2 separate regions of the Bombyx mori genome follow, and region 1 is linked to region 2. Evidence: chromatin contacts called from public Hi-C data. All regions are on one chromosome and are shown on one strand. The core of a region is the stretch at or near the end of the contact, and the rest is flanking DNA. Distances in the headings are between cores, read along the strand shown. Region 1 holds the start of LOC119628334. Region 2 overlaps LOC134198896 (a long non-coding RNA gene).

Evidence for each region. Hi-C and Micro-C count contacts between places; a contact is called where the count stands out from the background.
Region 1: a Hi-C map of posterior silk gland shows a contact between it and region 2, with 2.3 times the contacts expected there. The contact joins the promoter of LOC119628334 here to the enhancer-like site in region 2. A contact is called at or near these places in 6 of 7 Hi-C or Micro-C datasets (midgut, posterior silk gland, an unstated tissue and 1 more).

The regions. Positions count from the first base shown.
Region 1 is chr5:6,222,731-6,229,498 of ASM3026992v2, reverse strand. It overlaps LOC119628334, which reads right to left and starts at 3,861. Exons shown (of 1, transcript XM_038011275.2): 1 at 975-3,861. The coding sequence starts at 3,861. The coding sequence ends at 1,294. It overlaps LOC101738633 (probable hydroxyacid-oxoacid transhydrogenase, mitochondrial), which reads left to right. Exons shown (of 8, transcript XM_038011278.2): 7 at 39-309; 8 at 687-938. The coding sequence ends at 770. It overlaps LOC134198894 (a long non-coding RNA gene), which reads right to left and starts at 42. Exons shown (of 2, transcript XR_009973166.1): 1 at 1-42.
Region 2 is chr5:6,170,035-6,176,526 of ASM3026992v2, reverse strand. All of the region lies in intron 1 of LOC134198896 (a long non-coding RNA gene), which reads left to right. Among protein-coding and RNA genes, the nearest start is that of LOC134198896, 7.2 kb to the left of the region's middle. Within about 2 kb of position 3,431, at least 8 of the 8 cell types and tissues checked have open chromatin away from gene starts, as enhancers often do.

The sequences.
Region 1 (6,768 bases), core at 2,612-5,111, 53 kb before region 2:
TGAATTGTATATAAAAGATTTGTCTGTTCAATTTGCAGTTCCAATCCGATAATCCCTCACGGCCTGTCGGTTGTAATGACAGCGCCGGCTGTTTTCCGATTCACCGCATCTAGTGACCCTGAGAAACATCTAGAAGCAGCCAGTCTGCTAGGAGCTGACGTCACCAACGCTAAGAGAAAAGACGCCGGTAGAATACTCTCCGACGTCATACTCTTGTATATGGATAAGTTGAAGATTGAAAACGGATTGAAGGCATTAGGATATACTAATGACGACATACCGGACTTGGTCAAGGGTGCTTTACCTCAGGTAGGTTGTTTGGAGTTATAAGAATAACTTTTTGGTAGATTCAAAATCATCGTTCTTTTTAGTTTTACAGGTATATCGATTTGCCTTTGTTTCAATTTGAAAACCCAGCTTCGAATTTATTTATTAAAATTTGGAAATTTCGAATTTTTTACATAATTTTTTATCATATTGATCCAATTGAAATGTTAAATGTTAAATTAAACTGTGGAAACAGCTTAATCAGATCAGCCTGACACTGCTGAATAGTGTACTCTTCAGACGTCTGTTGAAATACTGAAATCGGTACAGGATATTTGATTCTAATCTTTTAAATTAATTACTATACTATTCGAAAGGGCCTACAAATTTTACAGATTCTTGTCCTTGTATTGTTATAGGATCGTTTATTAAAAATCGCTCCAGTGACACAATCTGAAGAGGATTTATCAAAATTGCTGGAGGAATCATTGACCATTTACTAATTGTTTCAATGTAAGTTAATGTAAATTGTATTTGATAGTGATTGCTCAAATGAAACATCATTCTTGTTAGTAATATATATTTCGCCATTGTAAAATCGTTACAGAACTAATTAGTTTTAGTAATTAAATATAGTATTTCAAAAATAAATATTTTTATATTGGATATAATCTGGTTTTTTTTGGGTAGATGAAACAAAAACCACATTTTAGTATTTAATTTTAATATTTTTAAGTACATAAAATAAACCTATCAACTAATTTGTATAATATATAATAATATGTATAATCTTAAATTAATTAGTAATTTGACTTCGATTTGTTACTTGATAATTCAAAAAAAAAGCGCTAGATAATTTGGTCGAATTGTTACTCGAGTGTACACATAAAGGCACTAATATGAAATGTGTCAAATATTTATTGTGTGACTAGCGCGTATATTCTATCACTTGTTGCTTGAAAAAGAGTTAGCTCAGTTGTTAGTTTCATGATATAACTCTTAAAAATTAAATTTTGTACGTGTGGCTCACACTGCTTCTGGCACGATGTTGTTGTGGTGGAAGGGACTGCTCTCATAGGACATGTTGGATGCATTGACAGTGACGCTGTGAAGTGGAGCATATCGGCTTAGTTTTGGAGTGGCCGGACCTGTGAGGTCTTCGGACAACTGCTGGTATACCAAGCCGCAGTCCTTTTTGGTGCGGCCGGGTTGACTCATCGCTGCAATAATGGCACTGTTGTATCTGAGCTGCCTGGTTCTTGATTTACACGTCATCATGACGACCTTAGCGATAACGATTAGCAACAAAAGCGCTCCGAGGATGGCAATGGATATTGGCCACAAGTAGCTGTAATGGCCGTGTTCTTCCTCGGTCGATGTTCGTACATAGACGTCTGGCTCAGAATTTTCGTATAAGTCTAAGAGCTTGATGTCAATCTTAACTTTCTCTGTGGCCTGTTGTTCAGATTTCTTTGTATTCTCAGATTTCGAGTCCGTTTTGTTGATGAGCTCATATTTAAGATCTATGTCATCATTCTCGTAATCTTCGCCAGAGTCGTCTTCGTCGTCATCATCGTCGCCCTCGTCTTCATCATCATCGGGATCAACGTCATCTGATTCTTCATCAGTGCTATCAATTATTAGTTTGCTGTCAGCAGAAGCGTTGGTATCATCAGGAATTTTACCGTCATCTAAGGTGTTCTTCAAATCGAAATTACCCTCAGTGTCCTTGTCGATTCTTTCCCAAATTTCTTCGTCAGATACAGCCGATAATGGTTCAACAGGATGGGAAATAACTGTAGTTCCACAAGTCTTGATAGTCAGGAAATCCCAGCTGTAAGTGGCATCATCATCTTTTCCATCTCTAGCCATATTGGCGACGTTGGCAGAGTTACCAGTAGGCAACACTGTGTGGTTGTTCAGCCATGTCATGAGGTTTTCAAAGTCTCGGCTGCAGGCCAACGGATTGTTGGTAATGTCTAAAGTACGTAGTTTGTTCAAATTATCTAATTCGTTTTGTTTAATTTCCGTAATTCTATTGTGGGATACATTCAAGAATAGTAAATTGATAAGAACTGTCAGTGGGTGATTTTTATCTACTTTCCACAAAGAGGTTAATTCAGCGTGACTCATGTCTAGCCAAATCATGGCCGGAGTGTGGACAAAAATTTCCGCAGAAAGTACTTTAAGAGGGTTACCTTGTAAATTAAGCTTTGCAAGTTCATTGTTCTTTGCGAAGAGCTTAGGATCTAAAGTGGTGAGCATATTATAAGCAAGATTGATTTCCATTAATTTAGGGCAGTGCGAGAAAACGGTATTGTTTATGGTAGTTAATTTATTATTCGATAGATGAATTATTGACAGAGCAGAGAATGTTTTCAGAGAATTATCGTAAATCTCTTCTAGACCACAGTCAGATGCGCCAAAGAAGTAAATATTAAACTGATCAGATGAGCATGTGAAACCTTCAACCGGTAAATGTTTTAGCCGTGGGTTGTTTGAAATTTTGAAGATGTCAAGTTCGATGTTTTCTTTGATAAGAATACTGGACATGTAATCCAAATTATTATACGACAAATCTAAATAATTGAGTTCTACTAATTTGTGGAATGCCTGGTTATGGATTTTCTCGATACTATTTCCGCTGAGGTTGAGATTAGCAATAAGACCCATACCGTTGAACATTGATGGCCCAACAAACTTAATGTTTGTTTGTCCCGCATTAAGTGTAAGCAAATCGGATATTTGGAGGCCATACACTGTATCAATAGGATTTTTCAGTAAATGCAGTGTTGCTAGTTCGGTGTTTTCCGAGAAAATGTCGTCGGGGAGCGATTTAATGTGATTGTTGCGGAGATCTAACTCTTCGAGATCGAGTAATTTTTTGAATGTATCTGGATCCATATCGGATAGGTTGTTACCGGCAACATTCAAGTACATCAAACCAGGCATATTTTTGAAAGTATTTGCCGTGATGTACTGCATGTTACAGTATGAAACATCAAGCTCTTGTACAGAGGAAGCGTTCAAGAAGTAATTTTCGGACCCAGCTGCAGGAAATTTGAGGGGATTGTTTGAAAGCGTTAGAAGTAACAGCTTCTTATTGTTCGCAAACGTCTCAGGATGAAGGCTCTTTAGGTTGTTGTTGGATAGGTTGACTGCGTAAAGGTCATGGACACCATGGAAAGCATTGGGGGCGATATAACCAATCGTGCTGTTCACGATTTTTACAGTAGCAACCTGGTGAAGTCCGAGTTTTTTGAACATGAAGTCGTCTAGATTAATCGGGTAGCGGGGATCTGCGTTTTCGACCACGAGATCAAGGATATCATCGCCGAACTTTTGTGTACCGATTTCGAGGAAGCTGCACTTGGCTTGTCTGTATCCCTGAGATACAGAGCATATGCAGTCTCTGGGACAGGGCCTGTCCTCGTTGTACAAAACCTCTTGGTATTCCGCGGGTTCGTAATCCTCATATTGATCCAATAAGTTGTCGGCGTCTTTGTCTTTCTTGACGGTTTTATTGATAGATTCGCCGAATACCAGCGCGCATGCTGCCAGGAGCAGTAGTAACTCCCGGGACCTTGCCCCCATGTCGTAGCGAACTCTGAAACGTGACAAAGGGATATTTTAATCAACCGACAAAATATACATACTTATCTTTGACTATTATTAAATTATCTGACAGCAGTCAAGAATAGTGGCGGTGCTGTGATCAATCATTGGACGCGACAACCAAAGAGAATCGAGTGGGCATGTTCTTCCAAAAAAAATTATGACTTCGGTTTCTAAATTTCCAATTATATTAATGGCCTTTAATGTATGTTTGGAAATCATTCAACTAATACTACTGGGCTGACGAATTTGTTGGTTCTTAAAAGGCTTGTTTTTGGAGTGTTTATTTTGCTATAAGAACTGTACTAATTAGTTGTTTAACGCATGAAAGCTTAAAAAAATAACATCTAAACAAATTATTTGAAAACGGAATGTATGTATTTATTACGATTTAAAATCAACGCTACAAATGGAAATATCCACAACACGTATAATGAATGACACTGCCTATATTGTATCTTCGTCAATAAAATGTAGACAAAGAGAACAGATGTTCCAGGCATTGTTCTAGTGAAATCTTATCTGAGCATTGTCCATCTGTCCGTTTGTTGACTGCCTCAGTAAACGGATAGCAAGAGTTCTTGGTTTGTTAAAATTGTATTGGAATATTTTTGAATATAGGAAAAAAAAACAATTAATATAATTATGGAATCGATTTAAAAGCAAAGCTTACATATCTATGGAACATCGTAAATTCGTTGCATAGGTAATTGTTTGTTTTTTTTTTATTGCTGAGGTGGGTGGACTAGCCCACAGCCCACCTGGTGTTAAGCGGTTACTGGAGCCCATAGACATCTACGACGTAAATCAGCCACCCACCTTGAGACATGAGTTCTAAAGTCTCAATGTAGTTACAACGGCTGCCCCGCCCTTGAAACCGAAACGCATTACTGCTTCACGGCAGAAATAAGCAGGGTGGTGGTATCTACCCGTGCGGACTCACAAGAGGTCCTACCACCAGTAGTATAACCGTAATCAATTATTAAATGAAACGTTTAATATCAAACAAACCAATTAACTAAAAAAATATTTTAAAAAAACCCACGTTTTTTTTTTTCTTTATAATGAAAACCACGCTATCTGATATGAATATTTACTGTCATCCGACCTTACTCAGTGGTTTTTCCTTCTAACTATTTCGCAATATCGGCGCAGACGCCTTCTTTATTTGCATGGTAATTATGATCGTCAAAGTCCGTATGTCGTTTTACACTTCAATAAATAATAACACAGTAAACAAAATACACACTCACTGAACAGGATTAGACAATAGCTTTGCGTTGATAATTTATTGTAGAAAGTCTTTGCACTTTCACACTACGACAATGGGCACTATGCGATCGCGCTCCACGACCGTGTCGACTTCACGGATGCCGGTAACTGAATGAACTATGAAGGGCCGATATTTACCGGCCGATATGCCGAGAGCGCAAAAGGTAATACGGCTTGTTTCAGGTTTATATTGCGTGGTTGTGTTTAGTGCAGCATACACAGAAGTCACGGACGGACACAAAATAAAATTGTGCCTACTGTATATTTTTATCTGTCATGCTCTGGTATAATGATGGATTAAGGGCATTGATATTCATTTTTTTTTATTGCCTAGATATGTGGACGAGCTCACAGCCCACCTGGTGTTATGTAGTTACTGGAACCCATAGACATCTACAACGTAAATGCGCCACACACCTTGAGATATAAGTTCTAAGGTCTCAATATAGTTACAACGGCTGCCCCACCCTTCAAACCGAAACGCATTACTGCTTCACGGCAGAAATAGGCGGGGTGGTGGTACCTACCCGTGCGGACTCACAAGAGGTCTTACCACCAGTAATTACGCAAATTATAATTTTGCGGGTTTGATTTTTATTACACGATGTTATTCCTTCACCGTGGAAGTCAATCGTGAACAATTGTTAAGTACGTATTTCATTATAAAAATTGGTACTCGCCTGCGGTATTCGAACACCGTTGCATCGCTATATACGAATGCACCAGACGTCTTATCTTTTAGGGCACGACGACTTCAATTATTATTTATATATGAGTCGTCTATTACCAAAGGCGGCAATCTGTGCATTTGGACAAAAAAAATTTATTGATATGTCAATACAGATTGATTTGAATATAATCGTCTCCTTCAAAGAATACGGTTCAAAACCTGCATTAAATAAAGGTTAATAGTTAACCTGTTATTTATCTAAAATGTCGTTCCGAAGAGTTTTGTGACTGCCAATGGAATACAAAGTCAATAATTCGTTTTTCTGATTTACCAATCATTGTCCAAAAGTCAGATTGCCGGCTTTGATAATAGTCGACTCATATATAGGTATTTATTGACTGAACGATTGTGGAATAGAGATCTAATAATTGACCTTCTGGCGATTGATTGTTTTCGAGGGTCAGACATAAAAAGCTATTCATTTTTACACACACTCTAGCTCTATAGCAACATGCTGTGGTTCCGTCTTAACATTTGGCGTCCTTTACAGACTGGTAAGATGAAATCATATGTAATAATATGCTGTCTCCTAGTGTATTGCTTACATTGAAGAATCGCCGATAAGATTAGATAAATTTTCATGTCGTTCTACATAGTTACTTCAAATAAGTAAACAGTCTTTTTTTATAGTTTTATAAACGGATATGTATTTTAATAATACGGTTAGCCATTTTTTTTTGTTTTTTTTTAAGTAATAGAATCTTCTAAATTTGAAGGCGTTCTTTTACTATCTGCCAGTAACCTTGAGGGGTTATTCTGGCCACACCTTGCCTGAGTGGTGGGGGAGCTCACGGGGCTAAGCCTGAAATAATTTGTAAACAGCAGGAGCAACGCTTCGTTGAATCTACCATCGGATCGGAATCGGGATCCCTTTAGAAGATCCG
Region 2 (6,492 bases), core at 2,182-4,681:
ATGCTGATTGGGCTTCAAATAGTATAGATAGGAAATCCTACACAGGTTTTTGCTTTAAATTGTCAGGCTGTGTAGTATCCTATGAATGCAGGAAGCAACAAACAGTAGCGTTGTCAAGTACTGAAGCCGAATACATGGCCATTGCTGAGGCATGTAAAGAAGCAATATATTTAAAAAGTATTTTATCAGATATTGTTGATTGTAATTATACTGTTGTAATCTACAACGATAATCAGGGAGCTCAAAAGTTGACGGAAAATCCTTTGTTTCACAAACGAACTAAGCACATAGATGTGCGCTACCATTTTATACGAGAAGCAGTTTCTAATAAGCTTGTAAAAATTGATTATCTGTCAACGTCTGAGATGCCCGCCGATATATTAACGAAAAGTCTAAGTGGTGCCAAACATAACTATTTAGTAAAATTATTAGGAGTTCAAAAAGTTTAAAAACGTCAAGGTCAAGTTGTTGTTCTTGATTTTGTTGTTAATTGATATTAGATTATTTTGATAAGTGGTGCTGTTAAAATATGTTTATTTATTAATATCAAAATAATAAGTTTAATTTATACTAGCGGCATCTAGTGGTCACAATATGTACTAGTAGTGTACCATAGTCAATTACCAAGAAATAAAGTACTTCATTCTCAACCGTCATCTCATTCGTTTCAATAGTACCTAGTAAGAAATATCATCGCAATTAAAACATAGTTGCGGTACAAATTCTGCCTTTGTGGAAGATAAAGGTGAAACAGGAAATGAAAACCAGTTCCAGGTATTATGTTTCGAGCGAAACATGCATAGTCGTGATATACCTATAATGCATGTGATCGTCTATTTAAAAAAATAAAAACAAACGTGTGGCACTCGGGAACTGCCGTAATAAAGCTATTGCATAGCATTCTTTATCAACTTATGCAATTATAATTAGACAATGATAATTTAATATTAAAACAATAATAAAACAAGACCACGCTATATTAAACATTAATAAAAGCAAAACCTTAACCGTCCCCTTCACACTCATAAGCTAGACCGCGCGAAAGAGAGATGGGCAGACTTTTCATGATGCGCATGCAGTGTGACGTCACGCCACGCGCTTATTCACAAATACTACACAAGCGCAACGTGTGAATGTGTTGAACGCAGCTACATGGTAGGCGGAGTGAGGGGTGTAAGGTTTTTTTCGTTACGGAATTTCATGATTCGGTCGCCGCGCTCAAGGCTCGCGATAAAAGCTACGCAATAGCTTAAAAAACAGCCGACTTTATTTTCGGGTTTTTCTAATTGAATTTATTTAAATATTTAGATCACAGTTTAGAAAATTATCGACAGAAAGGCGTTAAAGAATCGATGACGTCACAGTTCAACTCTGCCTCGACTTTGCATGCACGCACGTAAACTCAATTCGGGACAATGAACATTTTACGGTTCATATGGAACGTTGAACGTGTAATATAATTGTTCGCTGCAACATCGAATACAACACCGAAACGGAAATTAAAGTCTTCTCCGATGAATCATTTGAAACGTGACGCGTATCGAAAAAAAAAAAAAGGTTCGATTCACATACGGATCATGAAATCTTTCAATATTTTATTTTTCCTGCCTATGCCGATAGCCTTGAGAGGCTACTTCAGCTTTACCTTAACGTGTAGGTGAGCTCACGGGGCTCAAACCGAAAGTGTTGTTAACACTTTGCCTCAGTTTCCCAGAATCTACCACCGGATCGGAAACGCGACCCACTGAGAAGATCCGGCGAGAAACTCAGTAAGCTTCTTTCAATGACGAGTGTTGATCATAGGGGTTTTTTGTGATGCGAGTCTGGTGAGTGAGACAGCAGACCCGTCACGTAACGCGTCCGAATGAAGGTCGACACTTCGGTGGCTCTAACTTTGTAACGATCGACTGTATGTCATCAGATTGGCTAACCTCGTTTTTATGCAAAAGCAATTGTACGTTGTCTTAAAAACAGTGAAAGGGTGAATGATGTGTTTCGCGTTTTCGTTGCGTCAACCGATGCAGTTTATGTATGTGATACACGTTTTTTTTTTGTTGTTTTTTAATTAAAATAATAAACAAATTGTGCATTGAACTGAGCTTCTGTTTGCAGGGTTGAATGAACGAGTTCATTTATTTGTTAAAATCGATTCCGCTCTTTTGTTATTTGCGAATGAAAATACGAAATTGTATAGTTTATGTTGGGTAACATAATAATAGGTATAACAAAAGCGATATAACGGTACCGTGTCTATCATAGTACGACTTGGCGCCATTCATCGATACCCGATCAAGTATTTTTGTTTATAATTGGTAACCATTAGGGCTAATTGCTGCAGATAAGTTAATATGTTACGTGTTTTGTCGTATTATCCTGTTGCATTCAGACGTGACTCAAACGTGGTCTTAATATGGGTTTCCTGGTATTCCGAAAAAGGTATTTCGTTTCAATGCGAACGTGGAAAAGTAATATTACATGTATCTAACGATGATAGTCTAGCGCCAAGATAAGGAATTCAAAATCGAATGATAACCTATTCAAGTCGATTCCAAGCGAAAATCAAGTAGGTAAAACCGCTCACGGGTTTCAAACACACAAAGAAAATTATGTAGTTGTTGCCTACAGAGTGACACAAAAGCTTATAAAACTTGTTACAATACAAAATGCGGGTAAAGAATATAAATATTACACAGCACTGAACACGAAATGAAAGAAGCACGTGATTTAGTTGAATAGTTACACAATTTAGTTTTAAAACTTATAATTTGTAGGGTGCGAGCTTGCGCAGGCGGCGAAGGTAGCGCCGCGCCTCACCCGCGAGCCTCTTTCGGCTGCTTGTACTCTCTGCACACACTGCCCTCAGTAAATTCTTTGCATAAATAAGCGAGAAAGCTTTCCATATCCACGAAACGTATAGTTCCACGCAACTGTATTAAACACGATCACTGCTTCCGAAAAACTAAACTAATTCGCTTACCTTGCACTGCGTAGTAGCGATGTTCTAACGCGATCGATGAAAGAAAAACAAATGAAAAGCTGGCACACAGTCACGTTCGTACGAATACTTTGAGAGTAATGGCGCCGCCAGTCGGTCGTTCGTTCGTCGGGTCTCTCGCTGACTAGGAAGGCGAGCCTTGTTTGCTCAGTTACGTAGCCCTGGCAACTTCGCGCTCTGTTCTGTATACACGTTTCGACGTAAGAACGAACGAGATAGAACTATTATTATCAATACGTCAGCGGTTTTATACCTGGTGCAGCAACCCACATCAGCGATGCTTCCGACAAATTAAAAATACATATAAATATATAGGTATCTATTATTTTTGTATGCATAAAATGTTTATTATGCACAATGTTTAAAGTTTACATTGGGTAACAAAATCACAAATTCCGAATCGCATAGCCGAAGCGAAGTGAGTTGTAAATACGTGACTCCAGCAGTAAACTGAGGAGTGCTACCAAAAACCACAAGTAATAATATCCTGCCTTTACATTTTACATTTAATTTTAGCTATAAACTATTGCATATTCATAGTATTTTGGATATTGGTCATATGTAGTATGTAGGTTTAGGAATTACGAACTATTAGGTCGAATTAATACGTACCTAATTTGTTACTCTAGATTATACTCTTAATATTAAACATTTGGAAGCACACATCGTATCGTACCCAAAGGTACGTGGGATTCTTAGGTTTCATTATATGTTAAAAGGACATATAAGTAAAATAAAAATAATGTTCAATAAAATTTAAATTAGGTAAGAAATTTTATTATTGGTTACAAATGCTTTCTAAAATAAACTATGCTGCCATCTAGTTTCTATTACTTGATGAAAAGTTTTAGTACTAAAAATGAAGTAGTACACTATATTGCCAAAAGGTGGCGGTAGCTTATTTTTTAACTAAATGTTCCAGCAGATGGCACTCAAAACTTATAATCACAATTTAAAGCTGATAATAATATGCATAGAAATTGCCTATTTGATAATATGTTTTTAATATAGATATATATACATCTATATATTTTAACGATGGACCAAATGAAGTATTAATGTTATAGGTATAGTATATTTTTTAGTATTTTTTTTATTGCCCATTGCATATATTGTGCTAATTTTATTATAAGAAGTCTAAATGCATAATCAAATCTAATTGATTATTTTTGACTTATTCACAAATAAAGCATACTATACTATTTAATGCCATTTATAAAATATTCTTATAATTATTTTGAGTAATAGTTATAGAATATTCAATCGAATAAGTAAAAATAAAGTAAACCACAAAATTTTATGCCCATTTTAGATTTAGCTTAAGTTCCTTTTGATATGTTAGTGAATATTATGTGGGTTACAGTTTGGTTAAGTTTAGTGGCGTATATATTTTGCAGATTACAACGATTTGGCTAATGGCGATTTCTGCCCACTGAGTTTCTCGGCGGGTCTTTTCAGTGGGTCGCGTTTCCGATTCGGTGGTAGATTCTGCGAAGCACGGCTCTTGCTAGGGTCCGTGTTAGCAACATCGTCAGGTTTGAGCCCCGTGAGCTCACCTACTATTTAGGCGAATCTAGAATAACCCCTCGAGGCTACTAGAATAGGTAGAAAAAAAGGCGATTTCAAGAAAATCGTATAAAGCAAATCTTATGCTTCGTTTACACGCTTGCCGAGGCTTGGCAAACGTCCATAATCTCCAAGACTTTACAACCGCTTGGATGTCATTTACACGCTTCCGGGTCGTTAGTGTGGTCCGGACAGGCAAGCTGTGCCGGCAAGCATGGCAGACGTGGACGTCGAAGTCGATCGAAGTTGTGTCGGCTATTGCGTTTAGCTTGACATATTTTCTTCAATAAATACATACAGTACAAAGGAAGCGAAAATTTTGCCAAAGAAGATGGTGGATTACAAATCCATAGATACTGATATTAAAAACGCGCCAACGTGTAATGTACGACACAAGCGCTTGCCGCAAGCTTCCTTTGATTTGTGTTAAAAAACCTTTGCCCGAATTGGCGACTAGCTCAGCCATAAACCCCGTTCACACGCTTGTTTTTGTGGACGTTTACCAAGGCTAGCGTGCAAACGTAGTATTATTTGAAACATGTATTATCTATACATTAACATAGTATTATGAGAGATACACAGCCCGGGCAAGACGAAAAGTTTCGCGAGGACCTCATCTTTTCTTACCACAGGGACTCTAGTTAGGCTTGTTCTTTTTATGACAAAATGCTGACCTGTTTGTTAGATGTGAAACATTTATTTATTTAAAACGTGAATAAATAGATGAGAAAAAAAGGGTGCGTGTACTTATGTACGCGCGTAAGAAGTTATACTTTATCTTTATTAATTTTTTTTTTTTAATGATTAACAATAAATATTTAACGTTAATAATTTAATAATATTTAGTATGAATTATATTAAATAATAATTTTGTCATTTATATTATTAAAAAATGAATGCTAATAACACTTTTTTTTACGAGTGTACATGCGCGAAAGTTCACCTGCGGCTATATTCAGACTCGCCAAGTTAAGTCCGTCGTATTGTAATGAGCGATTTAGTGGGCAACTTCATTCTGTTAATTTTGTGTCACGGTGCGCGCGCATCGTAAAATTTCACTCTCATAAATTTTTCAAAACGCGCCTAAAGAAGTATAACTTCAAAAATTTTAAAAAAAAAAGAAAGAAAAAAACCACGATTCCTGATTTTATTATTTCAAGGAGGCAACAAAATTTAGCGTTTTTTCTTCCTTTTTGATTTGAAGTCGGTTATTGATTAACAGTTTTTGCGCTTGGCAGTAAATCAATTTGTTTTATGCAAAACCACATTCTGATGAACGAGATTATAAATTCATCTATGTACCTACTATCTAAAATCTTCTATTATTATGATACCGTCATGGAAGTGTGTCAGTACATTAGATACGGCTTATATAAATAGTATGGCTTAGAATTGACCCTTAATCAATAATTATTGTCAAATCGATTGTTGACTTGACTTGTTTTTTTATTTATTTTTATTGCCCTTTTAGGCAGACGACCCCCCCTGTGGGTGAGTAGTTATCGTCGCCTATGGACTTCAGTAATGCCAGGGGCAGAGCCAAGCCGCTGCCTAAAAACGGAGTGCGGAGAGCGGATTCAATGGAGTGTTTTTTTATTTATTTAAAGAGTACAGGTGGCCCGGAGGCCCTTCCAGTTTCACCAGGACAGGTGGGCGGGCAAAGGCTCAGGTAGGAGGGGTGGGATTTGCTAACAGCTGCCCGAACGCCTCCGAAGGAGACCTAACAACTCAAGAGCAGCTGCTTCGCGAATGAATCTACTACCGGATCGAAATAGCGACCCGCTGAGAAGATCCGGCGAGAAACTCAGCGAGCTGATTCATGGGTTAGGTTGCATGTTGAACTCTTTGTCGAGTTCGACGAGTACGGTTACCGGGGTCCCTTAGCCTGCTCCTAGTGTTAGAGCTGAAGGCGTCAACTCATTCAAGTGTAA